Regions from separate parts of the Mus musculus genome. Here regions 1, 2, 3 and 5 are each linked to region 4. A link is a contact called in public ChIA-PET, HiChIP or PLAC-seq and Micro-C data. All regions are on one chromosome and are shown on one strand. The core of a region is the stretch at or near the end of the contact, and the rest is flanking DNA. Distances in the headings are between cores, read along the strand shown.

Evidence for each region. A called contact is a pair of places that touch in the nucleus more often than the background predicts. ChIA-PET counts read pairs in DNA pulled down with a chosen protein or histone mark. HiChIP or PLAC-seq counts read pairs in DNA pulled down with a chosen protein or histone mark.
Region 1: a contact with region 4 is called in an RNA polymerase II ChIA-PET map of memory CD8 T cells, with 19 read pairs. The contact joins the promoter of Srsf3 here to the promoter of E230001N04Rik in region 4. A contact is called at or near these places in 1 of 484 Hi-C or Micro-C datasets (CD4 T cells) and 4 of 115 datasets of contacts at active chromatin or transcription factors (bone marrow-derived macrophages, effector CD8 T cells, memory CD8 T cells and 1 more).
Region 2: a contact with region 4 is called in a FOXA1 HiChIP or PLAC-seq map of pancreatic cancer cells. The contact joins the enhancer-like site here to the promoter of E230001N04Rik in region 4. A contact is called at or near these places in 5 of 39 promoter capture datasets (frontonasal cranial neural crest, liver, pre-B cells and 1 more) and 4 of 115 datasets of contacts at active chromatin or transcription factors (the SCID.adh cell line, double positive thymocytes, embryonic limb bud and 1 more).
Region 3: an H3K4me3 HiChIP or PLAC-seq map of neural tube shows a contact between it and region 4, with 3 times the contacts expected there. The contact joins the promoter of Zfp523 here to the promoter of E230001N04Rik in region 4. A contact is called at or near these places in 8 of 39 promoter capture datasets (the 3T3-L1 cell line, 3T3-L1-derived adipocytes, the HPC-7 cell line and 5 more), 1 of 484 Hi-C or Micro-C datasets (the HPC-7 cell line), 7 of 115 datasets of contacts at active chromatin or transcription factors (the SCID.adh cell line, T-cell acute lymphoblastic leukemia, embryonic forebrain and 4 more) and 1 of 9 other capture datasets (adipose tissue).
Region 5: a contact with region 4 is called in a Micro-C map of embryonic stem cells, with 4 times the contacts expected there. The contact joins the promoter of Scube3 here to the promoter of E230001N04Rik in region 4. A contact is called at or near these places in 3 of 39 promoter capture datasets (the HPC-7 cell line, cranial neural crest and liver) and 2 of 484 Hi-C or Micro-C datasets (both in embryonic stem cells).

The regions. Positions count from the first base shown.
Region 1 is chr17:29,029,263-29,034,118 of GRCm38.p6, reverse strand. It overlaps Srsf3 (serine and arginine-rich splicing factor 3), which reads right to left and starts at 1,459. Exons shown (of 6, transcript NM_013663.5): 1 at 1,333-1,459. It overlaps Gm16196 (a long non-coding RNA gene), which reads left to right and starts at 1,496. Exons shown (of 3, transcript XR_876716.2): 1 at 1,496-1,603.
Region 2 is chr17:28,250,031-28,255,218 of GRCm38.p6, reverse strand. The region is part of intron 2 of Ppard (peroxisome proliferator activator receptor delta); the gene reads right to left. Among named protein-coding and RNA genes, the nearest start is that of 1810013A23Rik, 19 kb to the left of the region's middle. Within about 2 kb of position 3,553, at least 35 of the 459 cell types and tissues checked have an H3K27ac peak or open chromatin away from gene starts, as enhancers often do. A contact at or near this core is called in pancreatic cancer cells, where this site is marked.
Region 3 is chr17:28,173,773-28,178,568 of GRCm38.p6, reverse strand. Zfp523 (zinc finger protein 523) reads right to left here and starts at 1,373. Exons shown (of 14, transcript NM_001357995.1): 1 at 1,044-1,373. It overlaps Scube3 (signal peptide, CUB domain, EGF-like 3), which reads right to left. Exons shown (of 22, transcript NM_001004366.2): 22 at 3,724-4,796.
Region 4 is chr17:28,519,840-28,524,686 of GRCm38.p6, reverse strand. E230001N04Rik (a long non-coding RNA gene) reads right to left here and starts at 2,031. Exons shown (of 2, transcript XR_385504.4): 1 at 1,321-2,031; 2 at 1-268.
Region 5 is chr17:28,140,325-28,144,887 of GRCm38.p6, reverse strand. Scube3 (signal peptide, CUB domain, EGF-like 3) reads right to left here and starts at 2,579. Exons shown (of 22, transcript NM_001004366.2): 1 at 2,278-2,579. The coding sequence starts at 2,362.

The sequences.
Region 1 (4,856 bases), core at 210-2,709, 510 kb before region 4:
TCCCAAGGAGAGGCAGGGAATTCTGAGAAGGCCGGCACTACAGAAAAAGGAATGCAGAAGTTGAAGCATAACTTACCCTGTCTCAAAAACTAAGTGCATCAGGAAGGTGGTGTGCGCACGCACACACACACACCTTTGATCCCAGCACTCTGAAGGAGGAGGGAAATGATGAGTTGGAGACCAGATCTAAAAAAGTTGAGTAAACCAAGACAGCCAGCCTGATTTACAGCAAGAACTGTCTCAGGAACAAACAAAAATAAATATCTTGGAACCACACAAAGGTTCCACAACAAAACTATCATAGCTAGGAAGGCAAGCATGCTTGTGGCTCAACAGGCTAGAGGAATGACAGTTATGAAGTTTGCTAGTGACCCCCCGTCTTTTAGTAAAAAGTGCATAAAAGTAAATGTTGAGGTCTGCTAGGCATGTAGTGGCCTGCACCGTGCACCCTAAACTCCTGCGTAAAAGAATCTTTACTAAAAGGACATACAACATACAACCTTGAGGACATACACTCAGTAAGTCTTCAACTTCACACTTCCGAAATGAAAACCCTACTTAATAAGCCATTTAAGTGTCTTCCCTACTATACACCATAATGTTCAAACCGACTATTATCAAACTAAAAAATTTAACCCTATTTTGCCGTGACCCCACCCTGTGCCCAAGACTCAGTTGAGCGACCAAGCCATTCCGCGAAAATTAAAAAAACAAACAAAAAGACAAATGAAACTCATCCATCCCCGGTTTTCACACCTGTTAAAAGCAAATAGGTCAAAGAAAAACCCAACTCAAAGTGAACTATGATTTACATTAAGAAACGCAGCCTCATTAGAAAAGATTTTTAAAGCAAACACCAAGTCGGCATAAAAAAAAGATGAGACTGTAGGGGCTCAGTAAATACGAAAAGACCTGTCTTAAAAAATATATACAAAGTCCTCAAGACACTATACCAAGAAAACCAGGAGCAAGGAAGAAAAAGGCGCCATCAAACTAAAGGCCGCGACGTGGAGAATTCATTTAGAGATCTACCCCACACACACACACACACACACACACACACACACACACGCCGGCCACACCCCAGCCTGGAGCAATCCCTCTCCGAGCCTTCCTCCAAAGGACAAAAGATTAAGTCCGGGATTTACAGACTTGGAAGCATCTTCAACATTGCCCGGGGCCCCAGCCGCCGCCCGGGACCGAAAGTCACAAAATGGCGGCGGCGCCCCTTTGTCTCAATCTGGTGCCGCCATTGCGCCCGGCCCCACCTCGAGTCTGCGGAACTCCACCTCCCTCCCTCCACCTCCCTCCCTCCGTTCGCCGGTCCCTTACCGAGATCCTGGGTTCAAAAGGCCCAAGCTCAAATCCTAACGCTCCGACAGGCCCACCCGCTTCCCTCTGGTTCTGCTCCTACAGATTCTCGGTCTCGCGGCGTCACGAAATGGCGGACCACCACCGTCCCCTCGCCCTATTTATAGCACCCTGCTCTGCCACATGACCTGACCAGATCACCCAATCAGAGGCGGCGCAGGCTGTGACGTAAGCGCTACAAACGCTGCGAGAAACCGCGGTTACTGGGAGCGCGCGCCGGCCGTTCCGTCAGGTGGGTGGGGTACGCGCGGTGGCGCGAGCTCGTCGCCGCGTGCCGGCTTGTCCCGCAGATGCGGCGCTCGGCCCGGCCATCCCCGCGAGCCGCGCAGACGCCCCCTCTCCTCCACTTCCGCCTAGGCTGCAGCCGAATAAAGCTGTCCAGACTCTGCCGCCATTAATCCCGGGCGATGGCGGCTGCAGCCGCGGGCTCGGGTCAGAGTGAAACATGGACGCTTGCTTCCTCGTTGTGGGGCATCCATCGCAGACTAAGGAGCCTTATAGTCGCTCTCAAGGTCACCGAGCTTGGGCGACTTAACTGGTACCCCACGGTGCCCGGTCTGCGCCCCGATGCAGGGTAGAGCCTGCAAAGTTTGCTCAACTTTCGCTTTCCCGCCTCGCCCAAACCGCGCGCGCGGCAAATGCGACTTGATGAGGCTGCATGAAAAAACAAAAAAAAAAACAAGACAAACGGTCACAGGGCTCACTTTCCCAGGAGGAGAGCAAGGTTTTGCATAGGTTGCCTTTACGCTCTGAGCACGCAGCTCCGCCATGCAGATGCTAGGAGGGGCACCTGCGGCCTTTGTAAGGGCTTTGCTCTGGCTGCCAGACCTGTGGGTCTCCCTGGGCCTCTACACACAGACCCCAGGATAGCTGAATACCCTCGTTTGACAAGCCACATCGTTTGCCTCCAGCTCCCAGACGTATCCTCGGCCTGGCCCCCCTCAGGCTACTCTGATTTATTGGGGAGACTTAGTTGTTTCTGCTTCCAAGAAAGGTCAAAATATTAACCAGTTTTTCAGACACAACTCTAATGCTTTTGTTCCCCTAAGGGAGTTGTGGTGCAGGCTACAGTTGTTAAACCTGTTTTTGTTGTGACCTTCAGAAGATTCTAGCAAAACTTCATTTCCTTCTAGATCTTTTTTTTTCTTTCTGGGTTAGACATGCCTAGTATAGTAGTAATGGGGCTCATTTGAACGTCCTTTTGTCTTTTTCCTCTCCTCCCTGCCTCATAATCTCAGCTCTTGGCCCAAGGGAACAGGAGTCGAACTTTATGTTCATACATTTAGTGAGTTCTAGGCCAGAAAGAACTTCTTGAGATACTTTCTGAAAAACAACAAAAAATCTGATGTATCTAAATGACTTGTGATATTCTCTGTTCCAAAATTTTTTGGTTTGTAAAACAAACAAGTAATGACTACCAGGCTGGTGAGATGGCTCAGTGGGTAAGAGCACCCGACTGCTCTTCCGAAGGTCAGGAGTTCAAATCCCAGCAACCACGTGGTGGCTCACAACCATCCGTAACGAGATCAGACTGGAGTGTCTGAGGACAGCTACAGTGTACTTACATATAATAAATAAATAAATAAATCTTTAAAAAAAAAAAAAAAGTAATGACTACCTTTAATCCCAGCACTTGGGAGGCAGAAAGCAGGTGTCTGGTCTACATAGTTCCAGGACAGCCAGAGCTACATAGAGAGACCCTGTCTCAAAAAAAAAAAAAAGTAAATAAAAATTAAAATTTCACCAGGCGTGGTGGTGGCGCACACCTTTAGTCCCAGCACTTGGGAAAGAGACGGGCAGATTTCTGAGTTTGAGGCCAGCCTGGTCTACAAAGTGAGTTCCAGGACAGCTGGGACTATACAGAGAAGCCCTGTCTCGAAAAAAAACAAAAGAAAAAAGAAAAAAAATAGATTTATTTATTTTATATATGTGAGTACACTGTAGCTGTCTTCAGCAACACCAGAAGAGGGCATCAGATCCCATTACAGATGGTTGTGAGCCACCATGTGGTTGCTTGGAATTGAACTCAGGACTACTTGAAGAGCACTGAGTGCTCTTAACTAGCTGAGCCATCTCTCCAGCCCTTGGTCTCGGTTCTTGAGGAGCAGAGGAACTGAGTCACACTCTAGCACACAAGGAAGGCCCCACCCCCATCGCCACTACAACCCCATCCCTCACCACTCCATACCCAGCCCTTCCTGTCCCATCTCCTCATGGTGACTTCTTTCCCACTACACCAGAGAAGTGTGAGGGCCTGAGAGCCCTCAGGTGGTACAGTTAGGCCTCAAGCTGTCCACCCAGGACACAGGTAGAGTAGGCTAAGGAATTGATCTAGGCTGCACTGTCTTAGTCAATAACCAGTAAGTACCTGTAGCTGTTTGGTCTCAGTAAGTTGTTCTGTAAATGTAAAGTAAACAAACAAACAAACAAAAGAGAAAATACTGGATTTTTGAAGGCACCCCCCAAAAAAAAAAAAAAAAAAAAGATGTCTTAAATCATTTTCCCATTGACTTCTTTTTGGACCTTTGGGAGATGTTTTGTTGTTGTTATTGTTGGGGTTTTCAACTTTTTTTTTTTTCCGAAACAGGGTTTCTCCGCATAGCCCTGGTTGTCCTGGAACTCACTTTGTAGACCAGGCTGGCCTCGAACTCAGAAATCCGCCTGCCTCTGCCTCCCGAGTGCTGGGATTAAAGGCGTGCACCACCACGCTTGGCTCAACTTAATTTTATTTGAGACAAAATAAATTTATTTTGAGTGGTACATGCCTTTGATTCCAGCACTTAGAAGGCAATTTAACTTAATTTAATTTTGAGGCAGAATCTCACTACCCTGACTGTCCTGGAACTCACTCTGTAGACCAGGCTAGCCTCACTCAGAGATCCACCTGCCTTTGCCTCTCTGCCTCTCTCTGCCTCTCTCTCTCTGCCTCTCTCTCTGCCTCTCTCTGCCTCTCTCTCTCTGCCTCTCTCTCTGCCTCTCTCTCTCTCTGCCTCTCTCTCTGCCTCTCTCTTTCTGCCTCTCTGCCTCTCTGCCTCTGCCTCTGCAGTGCTGGGATTAAGGACTTTTACCACGATGCCTAGCTTTGGTTTGGTTTGGTTTGGTTTGGTTTCTTGTTTTGGGAAATATGCTCTCACAATATAGTCAGTCTGGGTTAAATGAGACCTTGTCTCAAAATGTACAAAAACAAAAAAAACAAAAAACAAAAAACTGGAAATGGATAGACTATTTCAATGTTAGGCCTGTGGGTTCAAAAAGCAGGAGAACCTGGGCCAAGGGCTTCACCCTTTCCCTAGCTCCCAAGATGTGCTGACACCCTCTGAAGAATCTTCCTACCCTAGCAGGTAGCAAGGTTAACAGAGGATTCCACAGAACCGTTTGAGAATCCTGCATGCCTGGAGGACAGGAAGCTGGACCGTAGCTCCCAGCTAGCCAGCCACCAGGGTGCAATTTCCCAGGTTTGCTGGGCTTATTTGTCTGTGCAACAT
Region 2 (5,188 bases), core at 2,304-4,803, 270 kb after region 4:
AAATATACTAGTTTTCTTGTGTGCAGATTATAGATTTCAGTATGTGTGTGTGTCCCTGACTGTCTGTCAGTCTGTCTGTCTGCAATGAGAGTATAGATAAGGTTGTGATGAGGAAGAAAGTGCTCTGGGGGAGGGGGGGCAGAAAGGAGGACCGTGGGGAGGATGTGGACCAGCCACAGGGAGGGAAGGGAGGTAGGGATGGGGGAAGAATAAATTAGATTGTCCTGAACTTATCAAGACACCATAATTAAACCTATTATTTTCTCTGTTCACTTCAACAATACATCAGGCACAGAGAGTGATTAACAGTGGTCATTAACGATGACATGGAGTAGTCAGCGCAGGGATGTAATAAAATACTGTGATGCCCAGGACATTCCATTTGGTTCTTTCACAGCACGTAGTGAGTGAAACTGTACTGTACGTGAGGACGTGAGGGACCCTGTAAAAGCTGGTGAGCACGTATGAGCAGGGCCTGACAGGGAAGACCACATATCCCGCACTGCTCTGCTGTTAAAACCACTCGTCCAGCCTTGATATGAGGGCTGGTGCCTGATCTTGTTGTAAGACTGTTTGTTTGCAATCCAGGAGGCCTGCTCTTTTCTCGGGAAGGGGAGGTGTGGGGGGGGAGGGGCGGGGGGGGGACTGTGAGGAGGGAGGAGGAAGGGGCAACTGTGGTCAGGACGTAATAATATGTGAGAGGGGAATAAAAGCAAACAAAAAATTCTTGGGGTTGTTGGGATGTCTTCTGGAGGACACAAGTTCAGTTCCCAGCACCCACAGCAAGCAGCTCACAAACCACCTGAAACACGCTTCAGGCGACCCAGAGCCCTGAGCACCAGCACATCCCTACTAACAGACACAGACACATGGATTTTAACAACTCTCTTTTTTTTTTTTTTTTTTTTTTTGAGGAGGCGGTGGCGGAGGCAGAGGCGGAGGAGGAGGCAGAGGCGGAGGCAGATGTCATGTATAGCTCAGGCTGGCCTTGAACTCATGGTTCTCCTGCCTCTACCTTCTGCTACTAGGATTATAGGCATCACCCCTTCATCCAGCAGTATATTAAAAACAAAAAAGAAAAATGAAAAAGAAACAAAAAGTCTAAACTATCCTTGGGCTAAAAAGCCGGCTCTGTGCTTGAGAGCTTGTGTTGCTCTTACAGAGGTCCTGAGTTTGGGTCTCAGCGCCCACATCCAGTGGTGCAATCATCTATAAATCTCTCCAGCCCCGGGAGATCCTGTGCTCTCTTCTGGCTTCTGCGGGCACTGCACTCACACACCACATACAAACAAACAAACTAACTAACTAATAAATAAACGCAAACACACCCACACTGCTAGTAATATAACCATTTCATGCCGCTTATAAAACTGTCCCAGGGCTGGAGAGATGGCTCACCCATTAAGAGCACTGATTGCTCTTCCAGAGGGCCTGAGTTCAATTCCCAGCAACTACATGGTGGCTCACAACCATCTGTAATGGGATCTGACGCCCTCTTCTGGTGTGTCTGAAGATAGCTACCGTGTACTTACATATAATTAATTAATAAATAAATAAATCTTAAAACAAACAAACAAACAAACAAACAACAGTGTCCCATTTATGCCCAGAGAAAGGAGCCAAGACTTTTACAAATGATCACGTACTGGAAGTTACATTTACAGGAAATGTCCCAGTCCCAGAGGCACAGAAGGAGCTTGGCAGTTGCCTGGGAGGGAGGGCGGGGGTAGGGGTGGGGGTGCGCTGGGCTGGGAAAGGCCCATGGGAGTGTGGACACAGACTTCTGTTTGGAGCAATGACAGTGTTCTCAGAGTAGGTGGCCAGCTGTGTAAATATGAAGCCATTAAACCACACGCTGCGCACAGTGCTGAGCAAGCAGGGTTCTGTCAAACACACTTGAAATCCTAAAGCATGCCGACTGAAGCAGCTGGGCACCAGGTTCAAGGCCACGCAACAAGACTGCCAATATTAAATAGATAAAAATGTATAGGTGTGCTGGGCTGCGGTGGCGCACGCCTTTAATCCCAGCACTTGGGAGGCAGAGGCAGGCGGATTTCTGAGTTCGAGGACAGCCTGGTCTACAGAGTGAGTTCTAGGACAGGACATTTAAGCCAAGGGTTCACTGTGCCTTTCCCTGTTTAAGCTCAGTGGACATGACAGAAAAACCCTGTCTCGAAAAACAAACAAACAAACAAACAAAAAAAACCAAACAAACAAACAAAAAAGTATAGGTGTGTTGTTCCTGTGGGGGCTGGGGGGGGGGGTGCAGAGAGAGACAGAGAAAGCAGGACGATATCAATGAGACATCCCAAAGAATATCCACTGACACATTAAGCCGTGGTGATTTCTGAGCAGGTTCTAGGTAATTTGATTTTTTTTTTTCCTTTACATTTCTTAGTGTTTCCCACCGAGGGAATGAGGTTGCTTTAGGAGGGAGTCAGGTCTCTTTCTGAGATGCCTGTGGCTGTGGGAGGAGCCGCTAACAGCAAGGCAGTCTACACACTAATCAGTCTACACACTAATCAGCAAGGGGGCTTCTAGTTCTGTGGGCCAAAATTCCTGGAAAGTCCGCCCACCATGCCCTGTGTGGGACTCACCTGTCGGGCACCACCTGGCACAGCTGTAGGGTTGTCAGCCTGCACATCTGCCTGCAGTGCACAGCAGTGTAGTGTGAGGCTCCCACCCCCAGCACTGCAGAAGGGGAACTCCGCAGGGAAGTTCCAGGCCTGATGCCTGAGGGCAACGAGCAGATCCCGGGGGCACAACCTATTTTGGAAGGATCTTGGCTGCCAACATGGATTGGGAACTGGCACAGTTCCCACTTTAGAGGGTGAGAGGGGACACTGGCAACATAGGAGGCAGACATCAGAGAGGGACTCCATATGGTAACAGTGTGGTGATAGTAGGCTCTGGGTCCAACCCCAGCTCTCCATCGCTCGATCATGGATGGCCATATACCCTATGCCACTCTTCTCATCGAGAGGTAGAGCCTGTCTCTAGATGGCTGAGCCTTGGACTCCCACATGGCGCCCGGCTGTCAGGGGGGCCACCTGAAAGAGCAGAAGTCATGCAGAGGGACAACTTGTCAGCTGGGCACGTTCAGGGTTCAGAACCAGTAGCCAGGCCCGGGCACACCTCAGAGTCAGGAGACAGGATAATGGCAGCAGGCAGTGCTCAGCCAGAGCTGTATGAGGCCAGCTTCGCCTTGACAAGTCAGAGTCTTGGCTTTCTTATCCTTACGCAGGGAATGCTAACTTGGACGGGCAGCATCTGAGACTCAACAGGCTGGTTTTGGAGCTGAGGAAGCTTCATTCTCTGAAGTACAGGAACTATTAACACTTCCTGCAACTGGGGAGGGACCTTCGAACAAACAGCCCCTGTTCCCAGTGACTCACCACACAGGTCGGCCACACCAGCGTCTCAACAGACAGCCTCTTCCCCACTAGTGCTGTCTTTGTTGGAGGGACCTTTAAAAGCCAGCCTCCCCCACCTCCCTCCAGCATCCAGAGAAGGACCAGGACCTCCTCACCCACAACTTCCCCATCTTTCCATGGTGCTTGCAGACATGGCCTTCAAAACCAGGCAGACACCAGCACTGTCAGCAACCTAACGGCTGGTGGCCAGGCTGGGAGGTGGCCCAGTGGGTACAGCGCCTGCCTTGGAACGTACGAGGCCCGGGGCTGGATCCCAGCACTTGATGGTGGTGCGGGTCTCTTCTCAGACAGCAGAGGCAGGAAAATGAGGGGTTCATTGCCATCCTCAGCTATATTGAGTTTGGGGCCAGCCTGGAATACATGAAACCTGCCTCAAAAATAAAGGGTGAAGGGGGCAGGTTTGAGATGGCTCAATGGGTAAAGAGGCCCGTGACCAAGTGTGACAAACTGAATGTGAATTTCATCCCTGGGACCACCCACATAGAAGGAGAAAACTGACTCCCACAGTTGTCCTTTGACCACCACATAAGGTGCTGTGGAATGTTTATGAGTGTGCACAAATACATACAAATAAATAAATACAATTTAAAATTCTAAGGAGTAATGCCGGGCGTGGTGGCGCACGCCTTTAATCTCAGCACTCGGGAGGCAGAGGAAGGTGGATTTCTGAGTTCGAGGCCAGCCTGGTCTACAGAGTGAGTTCCAGGACAGCCAGGGCTATAGAGAAACCCTGTCTCGAAAAAAAAAAAAAAATTCTAAGGAGTAGACATCAGGGTTAGAGAGATGGCTTTATGGTGAAGAACATGAGCTGCCCTTCAGACGACCGACCGGGGTTTGGTTCCCAGCAGGCACACGGTGGTTTGCAAATGTCTGTAACTCCACTTTCAGGGGATCCTCCTGCTTCAGCCCTCCGTGGATACCAGGCATGCAGGAGCTGTACAGACAGACATACATGCAAGCAAAACATTCATGCACATAAAATAATTTTTAAGTAGAGATCCTCTGACATCCACAGATAAAGCAGGGACAGCGTACCCACAGAGGATGAGGGCATTGCGGAGAAGCAATGAAGAGATGCTGTCTGGTCAGCAAGGAGAGCTGAGACATTCTCAGTGAAATGCAGGTGGTCCAGGGAGCACAGCAGCCACCAGGGCAGGGAGCATGGAAGCAGTCAGCCACCCCAAAAGCACCGAGGTCAGAGGAGGGCTTCACAGGGGCATGCGCTTTAACCCAACACTAGGGAGGCAGAGGCAGGGATCACTATGAGTCTGAGGCTAGCCTGGGCTACACAGTAAGTTCTGATCAGGAAGGGCTACAGAGCGAGACCTTGTCCCCAATATAAATAAATAAGAAAAGTTTTTTAAAAGGAAGTTTAGGGTTGGAGAGATGGCTCAGCGGAGAAGGGCACTTGTTTCTCTTGCAGAGGACCCAGGTTTAGTTTCCAGCATCAACATGGTGCCTTATAGCCATGACTTCAGTCCCGGGGGTCCAGTCCATGGGCACCAGGAACACATGTGGTGCACGTGCATACATGTAGGCACATCCACATACCTACAACAGACATAAATCTGTAGGAAATGCCGACACACGCCACACACGGCACAGATGGACCCTGAAAGTGTTGTGCTAAGTGGAACAAGCCACTCCGAAAGAGATGTCTGGCTGTGAACCTCACTTCTGATCTCAGTACCAGGACATGAAGGCAGGCTTATAAGTGCTCTAGGCCAACCTAGATACATACTAAGACCCTGTTT
Region 3 (4,796 bases), core at 124-2,623, 350 kb after region 4:
GCTCATGATGTCAACTCAGTGGGAAGCTCTGTGCTGCACGGCTTTACAAACTGATAGAGTCCAATTGAGGGGGCAGAGTGTAGACAATCACAGGAATGAAGAAATACTGTTCGGTAAAGCCAGTAGACCCAGGTTGGGAGTGGGGGTGGGAGGGTGAGGTTACAAGGACTACATTTCTGAGGCAGCGTAGAAAAAAGTTCGCTATTTTTGTCTTGACTAAGAATTGCAGAATTTTAATAGAAAGAAACATTGGGGAATCACCAAACTCAATCTCATCACAGTTCTGATCAGAAACTCAAGTCCACCGTAAGGAAAGGACCTCCACCAAGGTTTCCAAAGCTCAACATGATAGAATTTGAACTTGAACCACACACTCAATCTAGAATCCTTTCCTGCCTCAAATGATACTTCATTTCCATTTACTCTTGATCACCACAACGGTGGCATGGCAGTGGGCATAAGTTATGTATGTGCTGATTGACACTGGAGGCTGGGGGCGGGGGGGGGGGTTAAAGAGGGATGTCAGGAGGGTGAGATGATCATGGTGTTACGGGGCGAAGATCACGAGTTATGTGGATGAGTGGGTGGGAAACAGCCCGAGTCTGGTTTGCAGAAGCCAGGAGAGGACTAAGGGGTGCCCACAGAGGGTAGTCTAGGGGGTCACTAGGGACTACGGGCCTCTTGGAAGCCATGTAATGATTGTATCAGCACTGAGACTGGAGGGTCCAGAAGCAGGGCTGGGGTTAGCACTCAATGAATTGGGGGTCGCCTTGTGAGGTCTGGGGGTCAGGAGTGTGTGTATGGGGTCAAGGAGGAGGAGGAGGGCGGGGTTTGGGAGTCCTGGGGGAGGAGTCTCAGGGCGGGATGGAGGGGCAGGGACCCTGGGTGGGGGTGGGGCCAGGCCGCCGTCCAGGGAGGCCCAGCCGCCAGGCCAGGGACCGAGGAGGGTGGGCACGACGGGCTCCGGACCTTCCCGGGGCCCCGCGTTCGCCCAGCCTCCCGCCTCGGGGCACGGTGGACCCACTCTTCCCGCGGCCACCAACCTGACAGCCCCCGAGGGCGACTCCGCCGACAGACCACCATGCACCGGGCCCTGCCACCAGCGCCGGCCCCGCAACCCGCCTGCGCCATAGCCCGCCCGCGCGCGGCTTGCCTCGCGCGATATCCAGGTTCCAGGGCGGCCGCACTTCCCTCTCGCTCCCGGCGCGGCCTCCGCCGGGCCCCGGAACCCGGATGACCAGCGCGGGGCCACGCTCCAGCCCGCCCCCCTCCGCCGCGGCGGCCGGCCTGCTTATCCCGGTTCCCGGGCCCCGGAGCCCAGGCCGCCGAGTCTCCTCAGGCGAGCCTCGGAGCTCCGCCTCGCTCTTCTCTCCGCTGGCCGCCGGGTGACGCGGCCTCGCCAGCCCGGGCGCCCGGGGAGGGCGTGATGACGTCACGACGCCGGGTGGAAGCCGCGGTCGCCATAGCAACGGGGGAAAAAATCGAGCGGCGGTGGGCTGCTCGGGAGGAAGCCATTGCAGGTATCTCTAGGTGGTTCCTGCAGAGGACGGTGACCAGACGCCTGGAGGGGATGGGACTCCGAGGGACAGTCCTCCCAGCGCCCTGTGCAACGGCGCCCCAAGGGATGGCGTCCCGACAGTCATCTCTGCTGGATGGTCCTCCCCCTGGGACTTCACCCTAAGGGACGCTTCTCTCCCGCTCTGTCAGAAGGTGAACTGGGGCTCAGCACCCTGAGGGACTTAGGGACGGTCCTCCCTGTGGACAGTCTCCGTGAGAGATGGTCCTTCTGCATGGACTGCACCCCGAGGGACAATCCTTCCTGCACTTTGTGGGAAGATGCCCGAGGGGTGGGGGTGGGGGGACAGCATTATGAAGGATGGAGCCCTGACAGTCCTTCCTGCGGGACAATTCTCCCTGCAGTACTGGCTTTTCCCATATGCCCTGGGGAACGTGAGTGTTTATGAGGGATGGTGCACCCATCCTGTCCCCTGAGGAAGGGCCCTGACGTTCCCCTCTGCTCGACTCATCTTCCTGAGGGATGATTCTCTCTGAAGGAAGGTTCCCTGACAACACTTGCTTCCTTCTACTGCCTTCCCTGAGAAATGACACTCTGATGGTCGACCCCTGAGGGACAACGCCCCGAGAGTCTTCTCAGGTTCTTGGGCGTTCATTCATTCCTCCATCAGCTCCCCAAAACCAACAGGTCCCCTTGATAGGGTAGCAGTGTGAGGAACAAAACCAAGTGCCCCCTTTCTTCTCTGTTTTTCCATAGTTTTGTCCTTTTTTTGGACTCAAACTGTGGATCCCAAGGTGGCCTTGAACTTGTGATCCTCCTGCCTCATCTTTACACCTGACACCTAACTTTAAAAGTTCTTTTTATTATCTCTCTTCCAAGCAGGGAGGAATTGTGGTTCAGGATATTTTCAGAAATTGAGAGAAAATAAGCTTCCAATTAAAAATAAGAAGATGAAGGGGGAGGAGCCTTGGCACGGGCATGTTAACCCCGAGGTCCCAGTGTGGTACTGGAATTTCCACCTGGTGCCCTAGTATATACCCAGTTAGAGCCAGCTCTGCCATCCTAGCACGACACACATGGGATCTTTCCAGGGTTTTATAGCACGGATTATTGGTTAGAAATACAGCAAGAAAGCCAGACACGGTGGTGTACAACTGTAATCCCCTGCACTGGGGAGGTGAAACCAGGAGGGTCAAGAGTTCACCATCAGGGCTGGCAAGAGTTTGATCCTTGGAACCCATATGGTGGGAAAAGAGAACCTGTTTCCCCCAGTTGTCCTCTGAACTCCAAAGACACATGGTAGCATGCTTACACACACACACACACAGACAGTGCTTGCTTATATACACTCACAAATGCACACACATACTCAATGAAAAAGTTCAGGATCACTTTTAGTTTTCTGGTGAGTTGAAAATACTAGAATTCCGAGTGACCTGGATGTCTGCTCAGCGCCACCACCCTTTACCATATGGGCAGATAGCTCTTCCTTGCAGATGGTATTCGGTTCGTTTCCTCTCCATTACACAGAAACCATTTGTCTGAAGGAAGAGATAAAAGTTGTCATCCCACCACGTGGCCTTGGCTGGCCTGCATCTTAGTCTAGGTAGACCAGGCTGGCCTCAAACTCACACATCTGCCTGCCTCTCCCTCCCCAAGTGCTAGGATCAAAGGCGTGAGTCACTATACCCAGCCAAAGCAACGGTTCTAAAACATTCCAGGTCCGAAAGATTGGTGAGGAAGCTGTTGTGGAGTAGAATTTTATTCTCTTGGTACCAGGAATGAGATGCAAGGGCCCGGGCATGCTAGGCATGGCGCTCTGCTGCTGAGCTACGAGTAAAGATCAGAGGGGGGGATGTCGGATGACAGCTCTCCATTGCTGGGGTGCGGTGACCTTGGTGCTGGTTCTGCCTCCCTCGCAGGTCTGGAAACTCCTGCTTCTGCTTCTTTAATACTGGGATTAAAGACCTAAGCTGTCATGCTCAGCGAGGGGAAGTCTCCAACGTTGCTTTTAAACGTAGACAGAGACATGAATTTCCAGATATTAAAATCATTAGGAATAAGCTGAGCTGTGGGAGGGGGGAGCCAGGCCTGTCCGGCAGTGAGAAGAAGAGACCTTTGAGTGTTTAAGATCCCCCCCCCGGGCCCCCAGCTATAGGACAAGCCTTTGAGGTAGAGGAAAGGATGCTTGCTAGACCTCGGAGTTTCATTTAGTATTTTAATAATATAAAAAAGACAATACAAAATCCAAACATTCCTTTTTACAAGTTTTCAGATACATATTTTTCCCCAAGTGCAAAATACTCTGTGTACCACATTGCTGCTGCCTATTGTCAACTGAGATGCTTGCTGTATGAGAGGCAGTGGAAGGCAGATATAAATATAGTATTTTAAGATATTCTTCTGCGTTAAAAAGAAAAAAAAAGCCGTCCACATGATAATTACTCTCTGAAAGTCCGACTCACATAGAACAAGATTTTGAGCTTGTCCAAACTACTGCTGCCATTGTTTAGTCTTGGTAAGCTGATCGCAGAACGGGGCCTCTGGTCCTTCGGGTTCTCAGTCCGAATAATAGCGGAAAGACAGAGTGCACCAGCTTTGAGACAGGGCCGACAGAAAGGGTTCCTTCGTGGAGTCTGCTTAGGAAAGGAACCAGGCGGGGCACCATGTCCTGCTTGGGGTCAGTTACATTTGGCCTCTGCTCCCCTGCTCTGGAGCTCAGCAGCAGATACAGGCCCTTCAATGTGCTGTCGCTTTCTCTTACACACTGAGATAGGACTTCCTAATCCATTTAAGTCACCTCAGGCGCGCTCATGGAGAACACTTCGCAGATTCACAGAGACTCCTAGGAGCCAGAGCCCAGACTGTACCATCTTCTCCATCGGCACCTCCACATGGAAATGACCGTAGTGAGGCCAGTGGCAGTCCTCGAAGGATCACTGAAGGCACAGGGTGGGCAGCTAACGTCCAGGCTCTGGTCGGCTTTCTCCTAATTACCTCAGGCTTGGGGACTGGCTGGGTCAATGACACAAATAGAGGCAGAGGCTAAAGAGGCACCGAGGTGCTGCTGAGGATATCAGGGCCTGCTTGACATTTGTCACTCCGTGCTTGGAGCACATGTGGAAATGGCTTCCCACGCTGGGACTCAGTTCACAGCAGGTCTTGCACTGGGATGGATGAGGCGCCGGGGTTACATGACCTCGTAAGCACCATAGCCCACAGAGAAGCTTCTAGGTCAGCTCACGAAGGGTTCCTGTTCACACCATCTTCCCATCCCCCC
Region 4 (4,847 bases), core at 782-3,281:
TTCCCAGCACCATGTCCACCATCTTCCTGAGTGCGTTGTGTCTGCTTTATTTGGCGCTGGAGACTGAACTCAGGGCTGGCCACATGCACTGAAGGGCCCTACCAACAAAGTCACAGCCCGCCCTAGCACCCACCCCGTGGTAGCTTTTCAACTTCTGGGGTTGGTATCATCCAGGGCTTCCTTGCAGGTCAGTTTAGCTGACATTGTCCACCGTGGAAAGGGACGTGGATGGAGATCCGCCGCGTGGAGCTGCCTGTGGAGGCTGAACCTGCGCATTAAGCAGCATGACACATACTGACCGGTCATGATGAGGATCCACGAGGTTCAAGCGCAGGAGGCAAGCCTAGACCTCTTCAATGCCTCCACTAGCGACAAACCAGGGTACATACCCTGAGCCCACTTCGCTGAGCTGCTGCCCCTAAGGCCCATCATCCACCCGTGGAACTCCAAAGCCACTTCCTCATTCTCCTCAACCAAGCGTGGGCCACGGGTGTTTCAGCGTCCTTAGGGCTCCAGGTGGTGTTGAGGGTCTGCTATACACCCGGCTGTGCTGCACTTCTGTAACCTCGCCCCCCATGCCCTGCCCGCACTCTCCGGAGGTAGAGGTATGGGTGGTCAGAAGTTCAAGGTCATCATTACATAGCAGTTTGGTGCTAAGCCTGTATTTTGAAAAGCTGACATTAATAGCGCCATTGTATCTGCTGGTGAGGCTCTTTTCTGATTGGATCAAGTAAAGAGCATTGCCTAGATAGCTAGCTCCCTCCACCCCCATATTTTTTTTTAACTTTTTTTTTCCCCAGTCTATGTAGTAGTCCAAGAGCTCGGCCTCAACTAGAGATCTTCTTGCGTCTGCCTCTTGAGTGCTGGGTTCAAAGCCACCATACCTGGCTTCCCCAAGCATGGGTGTCCAAGGCACATGTATGGAGGTCAGAGGGCAATTTATGTAAATCGGTGGCTCTCGCCTTTCACCTTGTGCGACCTGGGGATCGAACTGTGTCGGCAAGCGCCTATCATGACTTCCGAGAGGCCTCTCTCCCGAGCCTTATCAGCTAAGGGATTTGAGTCTTCGCTATTCCCAGTGAAAAGCCCCCTGCGGCCCGACCGATTCCGGTTCTAATCCCAGGAGTGTGAGGGCTTCGAATTCCACAACCAGCTTTTCTGTGTTAGTCCTGAAAGTACTGGCAGCAGGACTGGCTCAGAGAAGGTGCCGATCCTAGCGCTGCGCAGGGGACAGCTCGCCATCAGTGTGCAGCGGAAAAAGCTTGGGGGGTGAGGGGGGCGCCCGTTCCTCACAGCGGATCCCATACTCCCCGCGCTTACCCCTGCCGGGGAACTCGAGCTGAGGGGCCCCTCTGGCAAGCTCATGACCCGCGAAGGCGTGGGGACCAGAAGAAGCAGTACGAAGCGCGGGAGCGGGCAGCGCCCGGGAGGAGGAGCGCGGGGCGGAGCGCATCGCCCAGCTTCCCCCGCGCCCCCGCCTCTCGCATCCGGCGGCGGCACAGGATGTTCTTTCGCTCGGGTCCCCCGCCCCCGCTCTCACTTTCTTCCCCGCTCCCCTCCTCCACACGCGCCGTGAGCCGCGCCCCGAGCCAGCACCTTGCTTAACCCCTTCCCGCCCGCGCCTAGGGCGCGCAGCGAGTCTGGGGTGCCCGGGTAGGCGCAGGACTGCGCCCACCAGGACAACGTCGAGGGTGGAGAGTATGGTGGTCTTCCGAGGACCCAAGCCTGCAGTCTCCAGAAGCCCCCTAAATCGCCAGGGGCGGTTCCCGGGGACCCAGGCCCGCACTCTCGCGATCTTACGCTAAATTGCCAAGGGCAAGCGCAAGGTGGGCTCTCTCGTGGGCGCAGACCGGTGTGCTTAGCTATCTCCGGCCTAAGGAACGGGGGAGTACCCAGCAACCTTAACCTCATCTTCCCCTCCAGGTTGTGCTAAGGCGCGGCTCACAACGTTTGAGAGGATGGAGAGAGGCCACACCCCCTCGATTAACGTCACTGTTTCCAAGGCAATCGGAGGCGGGGCTGTAGACAAGCGGACTTTGGGGACTATGGCTTAATAGGGCTCCAGGACAGGGTGCGGCTGGGCTGGGGGCTCGGCGGGGTGGGACGTTTCTGTCTTTGCTTTTTTATTGACTCGCTTGATTTTTGATTCAACAGATATTTATGCTTGGCGCCATTCTTAGGGACTGTTTTTCTCTCACCAAGTCTGCGGTTCACAGGTTGTCACTAAGCCGGGTGGAGTGGCCATGCACCCAGGATATGATCCTGGGATAGATGTAATGCCTTTTTATTAAATTTACTGTAGGGGGCTGGGGCTCATGTGCTATAACGTGCATCTGGAGATATGAGGGCAGGCAATTTGTGGGAGTTGGTTCTCGTCTTCTACCTTGTGAGACCCCAACTCATGTCAGGCTTGGCGGCACCTTTATCCACTGCGCTATGTAATTATTCAGTGTCTCCTTTCTCTTGTCAAGTACCCCAGAGCGAGCACTAATCAGTGAAGACTTGGTTCTCTAATTCATGGAAGGTCTCAGCTATTCAGGGAAGGAGGACAAAGTGTTCCATGCTCACCACGTACCAACTCCTTCCCAGCATTTTAGGTCTTGTGATCTTTGCCCTGTTGTATTTCTGGTGCCTTTTACAGCCTAGGAACTGAGTCTGAGCTCTCAGAGGACCCTAAGCCCGATAGCTAAGTGTTGGAACCAGGACCCTAAGCCAGATAGCTAAGTGTTGGAACCAGGTTGGGACCCAAGCCTGTGGGTATGAAGCCTGGCTTCATTTTTAGACTATAATTAAATGGTATCAAAGAACAATCCTGCCCCTAACCCAGTCATGAAGGAGTTTACAGCCTACAGGGAAACGGGGGTGGGGGGTGGGGGTGGGGTGAGGATACCACAGAACATAATTAAGCAATAAAACCTAGAACAGGTTGGAGGCTGTTTAAAAGGATCAAAATAGAGTTGAGATTGTCAGAGCCTCTCCCGTGGAAGGTGCATTCCCAGGTAGGTCAGGAGGTGGGAGGTGACTGTAGGATCACAGTACCTGTGTGTGTGTGTGTGTGTGTGTGTGAGAGAGAGAGAGAGACAGAGACAGAGACAGAGACAGAGACTGTTCCTGCAAAGAACACCTAACTAGTGGCTCAGCCATACAAAGGCTTTTTTTTTTTTTTTTTTTTTTTTTTGACAAGATCTCTAGCCCAGGCTGATCTCAAATTTTCTATTTAGCCAAGAATAGCCTTAAACATCTGATCTTCCTGCCTCTATCTCCGGAATGCTGGGATAACAGGTGTGTACCTCACATCCCCACCCCACCTCATGGATGGAGGGAGCTGGGGTCTCCTTCATGTTTCTCCATGTTTGGCAAGCATTGTACCAATTTATTCATGTCCACAGCCCCTCCCCTGCGCCTTCTGCCCCTGTCTGTGGCGCTGTACCACAGGAGCAGGTATGTCAGCAGCTGCTATCTTTTCACTCTGTGCCCCCAAGTGTTTGAAGCTTAGCACAAACTCCCTGAGGGTAACTTTAATGTCAGCGGCTCCTTCCTCCAATCTCTGAGGAGTCTGAGGTGAGTGAGAAATAGGGACAAAGGGCCAGCAAGACAGCTCCAGTAGGTAAAGGTGCTTGCTGCTAAGTCTGATGTCTTGAGGACCCACATGGCAAAAAGAATCTATTTCTGTAAGTTGTCTTGTGACTCCCACCTTCAGCCATGTTACACCTGCATCCACACTCACTAAATAGGTACAGTACACGGTATATGTTTAAAGAAGACGACCTGGGAGAGCATTAGGGAGGTGCTACGCTGGGTGGGACTGGACATACCAACTGAGGAGAGGGAGAGTAAGAGGAAGGTGAGGGGAATTGTTGAATCAAATGGGTGGCTGGGTCACTTGAGAACATCTGATGTCCTCTCCCAGTGCGGCAGGGCTGTGCTCAGTCCTGTAGGCTGGAATTGACAAGGACAAACCCCCAGCCTTTGCTCTGGGAACACACAGGGTAGCACCCAGTGTACCCAGTGTGTTTGGCTGAAGGTGATAACATACACAGTAAATGGTGTTTGGAAGGAGCCAGGAAAAGCCTGGGTTAGGAAGCAGGACCATTTGGGCCAAAGGTGGCATTTATGGTGCTGGAGAGAAGGGGCTGGGAAAAGTAATGAAAAGAAAAAAAAAAAAAAAAAGAGCTGGGCAGTGGTGCTGCATGCCTTTAATCAATCCCAGCACTTAGGAGGCAGAGGCAGGCGGATTTCTGAGTTCGAGGCCAGCCTGGTCCACAGAGTGAGTTCCAGGACAGCCAGGGCCATACACAGAAACCCTGTCTCAAAACAAACAAACAAACAAATAAATAGAACAAATGAAGCAAAAGTGGAGAGGAGAACCTGATGTTTGGTGACAGATCCAACACTGACATCAGAGAGAACCCTCTTCAATGCCAGGATTAAAGGCGAGCATGTTCTCTGCATATACAGCACACCACCTGGCTCTCTTTTGGCACAATTGTTACAAGTTTGACTTGGATAGCACATAGGTGGGTGTCTTTAAAAAGGCCAACTAGATGGACTTCATTTGCTTCCGACCAGCTCCAGATACCAACCAGGCCTGTAATGATGATGTTCTTCACCTCTCCAGTAGAGGGCACAATCTTGGGAGTAGCTTTTGTAGCCAGCTGTTTCTTGGGGGCTTTACCACCACAGAGGGCACCTCTTTGCTTATCCCCCCTTCTTTCTTGGCAAGCAAGGGAGAGGCAGTGCTGGTGTTAGAGAGGAGAGGAGGCTGGGAACACCCAGTAATTTAATTTTTAAAAATTATAAGTAGCCGGGCAGTGGTGGCGCATGCCTTTAATCCCAACACTTGGGAG
Region 5 (4,563 bases), core at 1,330-3,829, 380 kb after region 4:
TGCATGGCCTTGAGCCTCCCAGAGACACAGATGTTCCAGGTGTGTAGAAGCTCTCTCTTCAGGATGCTTGCTGAGGGAGTCTGTCACATCCAGACCCTCTAGAGTGACACTGAAAAGCTCCTGGCATCCAAGGGGAAGTCCCCAGCCCTGGTGATGGATGGGAGATATCGAGGGGACAGGAGAAGCCTCCCGAAGGAAGCCCACAGCACTGTGGGTAAGCCTTCGAGACTCAGACCAAATAGTTCTCATCTTCCCCTGTAACATCTACCTGCAAATTTGAGTCCAAATTTTGAGTCCAGCAAACCTGTTGTTAGGCAACCTTTGACCGACAGGGTTGCACAGGCTTCCTGAACGGCGGGGGTTAATGAGAGGCTCCCTTCTAATCCCAGCTAGACTCAGAAATCCTAAAGGGGGTGGGGGCACAGCTACTGCAACCCCATCAGGGCAGGTGTAGCCCACGACTGAGGTCAGCAGAGACCCTGAGGGTACCGCCTCTACTGCAGCTGAGTGTCCCCCAGTACCTAATGGGGTGTCCAATAAAAGAAGGTGCCCTTGAGTACCCAGCTCCTCCTATCCCCGGCAGATGGGCTTGTCTCTAGGCTTGAGAGTTTTGGTTCCCCAACACCTGTGCCATTCAGGGGTCTCCAGCTGCACCTGGAGCCCCTTTAATAGGCGGTTTCTCCTCCTGCTCCCCCCCCCACCTCCAGCCCCTGCAGACACTGGCTCCAACTTGAAAGAGGCCCTTATCTTGTCTCTAGATTACTGCACGAAATCTGTTCCTTCCTCAGACTAAACTCCCTAGCTAATTCCATGTTATGAGTAAGTCAGCATGCACTACAAAAGCCAGCTTTGTTTACGAAAACACACAAGCAAATCCTCTGTGGGGAGAGGGGCTGTTCCAGGCGGCGGCAGCAGCGGGCTGTCTGGTACGAAGGCTGCAGAAGCGGCAGTTTGAAGCTGGAAGGAAGTGAGGGTGGGGTCTGGTACTTGACAGCTGAGGGGCTCTCGTGTTTGGTTATGTTAATGGACAGGTCTGAGGGGGCAAGGGAAGAGGCAGTGTTTTGGACGAGGAGGGAGGTGTTAGCTTAGCACCTTCTACCAACAGTGAAAAGCTGCTGGCATAGCCCAGTTTAAGATTCAGCACACACACCCCGCCCGCCCCCCCCCCCCCCCCGCCCCCGACACACTGACCCGACTGACTGACTGCCAGACAACTCGACGACTTCCTCAACTCCCAAGTTCAACTTTCCTCCTGACTCAGACACCTCTTCATCCCTGGCTGGCTTCAGGAACCCCCAGGACAATAGACAGAATCTACCTCCCCAGGCAAAATCTTGCTAAGAGGAATTTTCTTTTTGTCCATATAAATCTCTTTTGGGTGAGGACAGCGTGGGGGGAGGGGTACAGCAGGTCAATGGGGGGAGGGGAGGCTGTCCCCAGAGAACTGTGGGACACCAGCCTGGTTTCTGCCAGCGCAGCCTTGGGACTGGCTGGCCCAGGAGCGCGGGGTCAGGGACCGGGGCAGGAGGGCCTCCCAGTCTCCCTCTAATTCCTAGAGGGATCTGTCAGAGCTCCCAGCCTGGAATTTTACTTTGTTATTTTAATGCAATTCTAACCTGGATTTAAATGGAATTGGAAACCCCAGGCCTTAATAAATAAATATTATGATAAGAAATGAAAGCCATGCGAGACGAAAGGGATTCCCCCCCCCCAAAGGCAGAAACGCAACGTTCGTGCCAGAAGGCAGTCACAGACATTTTCTCCTACTGCTCCTACTATTCTGTGACAGGCAGTCGGTTTCACCGCGAAAGAGGTGTTTTTCTTTAACATCCTTCGACTTGATAAGACGGTAACTTCGAAATTTCGGCCTGACTCTGCCTCATGCGGGCAGGGGAGGAGGTTACGAAGCGTATAGCAGAGTTGAAAACTTCCTTCCCTCAGTCTCAAGCTCCAAAGTGGAGTCCCTGGCAATGTTTGAGAGAAGATTCTCTCTGACCTCGGAGGAAGATGCTAGATGGTGGCAGGGAAGCCGGCAGAAGTGCATGCATGCTCCTTTCTGCTGGCCGCCCCCCTCCCCAGGCGCTATTGCCTGTCGCGCAGCGCCCCGAGGTCTAGCGTCCCTGTGCCCCACTGGCCGAAGAGTCGGGGGGCACAGGGCCGGGTCCTGACAGCCACGCACTTCTAGACACCTGCCCTGGTGGCTCGGGCCCCGCCGTCCCGCCGCCCCTCTGTCCCGCCGCCCCGCCGCCCCACAATCCCGCACCGCGCCTCCCTTACCTTGCGCAGCTTTGCCATGCTGGGCGGCGCGCGCGTGGACCAGCAGGAGGAGCAGGCAGAGCCCGGGGACGCGCCCCGAGCCCATGGCCTGGAGCTCCGCGCGGCGGGGCCGCGGGGGTGTCGCAGCCCCGGGGAGGGCGCGAGGAGGAGGGGGAGGGGACTGGAAGGCGCCCCGCGGAGGCTCCGGGCTGGGCGTGGGGAGCGCGCGGTGGGGAACGCGGGCAGGCGCGGGGCGGCGGCCCGAGGGGCGGCCCGGGCTATCGCACCCGACGCCCAGCTTCGCCCGCGGGGAGCTGTAGCCTGAGAGCGAGCGCGCAGAGCCGGAGCTGGGACCTGAGAAAGGGGAGGGGAGACGTAGCGCCTAAACACGCCCTTTCTGCCTCTTTCTTCCTCCCTTGCTTTCTCGTCTCCCGGGCTCCGTCTGTTTTTCTTCGCCTTTCTCCTCCTCCTCCTCCTCTTTCTCCTCCTCTCCTTGCTCCTTTTCGTTTTCTTCCTCCTCCCCTTCCCACTGCCCCTCCTGCTTCTCCTCTCCGTCCTCCTCCTCCTCCACCTCCTTTTTCGTGCCCTTTTTTTTTTTTCTTTCAAAGGGGGCCTCGGCGTGGCGGCCGCTCCCCCTGCGCGCCCGGGCGCGCGGCCCCCTCCCCAGGCTGCCGGGCCGCTGCCTGCAGGAATTTACAATCCGGCGCTGGGGGAGCGGGCCCGGTCTCCATGGAGACGGCTTCCCCGGGAGCAGGGAGGTCAGGCGCAGACCGCGCACAATCAATGGATCAATGCAAGCCCCCGCTCCGCTCCAGACCAAACAGCACCGGGGCTCCGGCTCGTCCGCTCGTTCCCTGTGGGGAGCTAGCGGGGGAGCCGAGGGTGCGCCCCCCGCGCTCGCACGTCAGGAGGGCCGAACGGCGAAGGTCTGCACGCGCACCTCGGCGGGGAGACAAAGAGGGCGCGAGGTGTCGAGAAAGCTTGGAAGGGCTGCACCTCGGAACAGAGATGGGCTGGGACTCCGGTCCAAGGAACGTCCTCCGAACCTTTAGCCCTAAAGTCACTCCCACCCTCTGGACACAATCCTCATACTCAGATGAGTCCTGGCTAAAACTGCCCGGCTCCAAGGGCAGGCTCTGTGGGCGTTGAAGGTAGCCCGCTGAGACGCCCTTCTCGGCGTGGCTCCCATATGCACTGTCTAGTGCTCAGCACACCGGTAGAAGCTACCCCACGATCATCTTTGGCACACACAAAGGCTCTGTACAATCTCTCCAAACCGGCTTCCAGTGCTAACCTCACTGGCAGCAGAGATTAGGTTTAAAGTAGAGACACTCTGCCGATGGAGCAAGTTCCCCTGGGTCCTGGACACTGTCCCCTTTCCCCCTATCCCTTTAGTCGCTCTGAGCCAATTGTACCAGGCCTCAGAGTCCTGCCTGCTTCAGAGCCAATTTTGTGCAGGAAAAAAAAAAAAAATCCCAGGGTACCCAGGAAAACTGGGCAATGACCAAGGTCTCCCTAAAGATGACTCAGTCCTCAAACCCTTGGCATTGGCAGCGGGCTTCAGCTGGGGTGGGGGTGGGCTCTGTAAGCAGACGCCTGCCTACCCTGGAGAAGAGTTGAGCCCTCCCTTTAGCAGGGATTAAATGAAAGGGTAAGAGAACGAACAGAGAAAGAGGCTTTGACTTCCCAGTTCCAGCTCCTGAGAAGCCTCTTGGCTTCCGGTCCCATCTCGATTGACCTCAGTTTCCCCAGCTAGAAAAGGAGGATGGGTTTATTGGGCCAGAGGATGCTGAGGGGACGCTGCCCCTGGAAAGCCAGGAAGAGGAACCCTCGAGGCCCCTTGTACAATGCGAGAGATGGCGCGGGCGAGGTGAACACACAGGTCATGGGAATGGAGTGGAGGCCACAGAAAGGTTGGTCAGATGACCCCCCTACACGGTCCCTCCCAGCCCTGTCACTCCTGAGATTCCTTCCTCCCCCATTCCTCTGGTAAACCCCTCCCTCTGGAGCAGCCTTGCCTGCTGCCACCAATTATGTGGAAGCTGGAGAACAAGTTCAAACTTGTCATTCTCTTTGCCCCAAACAAGGGTGGGGGGGGATGAATTGAGGGTAGCCAGACAGTGCCTGGGGAGAACTGGAGAGAGCAGAGAAGCCCCAAGGTGGGGAGGGAAGATTGTCTCCCGCCCTGCTTGCCTTCATCTCTGCCTTCTTGGAATCCTGAGTGTGCACCCTTCTCCATCCTGAGGCAGGCGGGGTTTGCTGCCAGCCCACTCCTCCCACCCCACAGCTAAGGTGGGCATGGAGGAC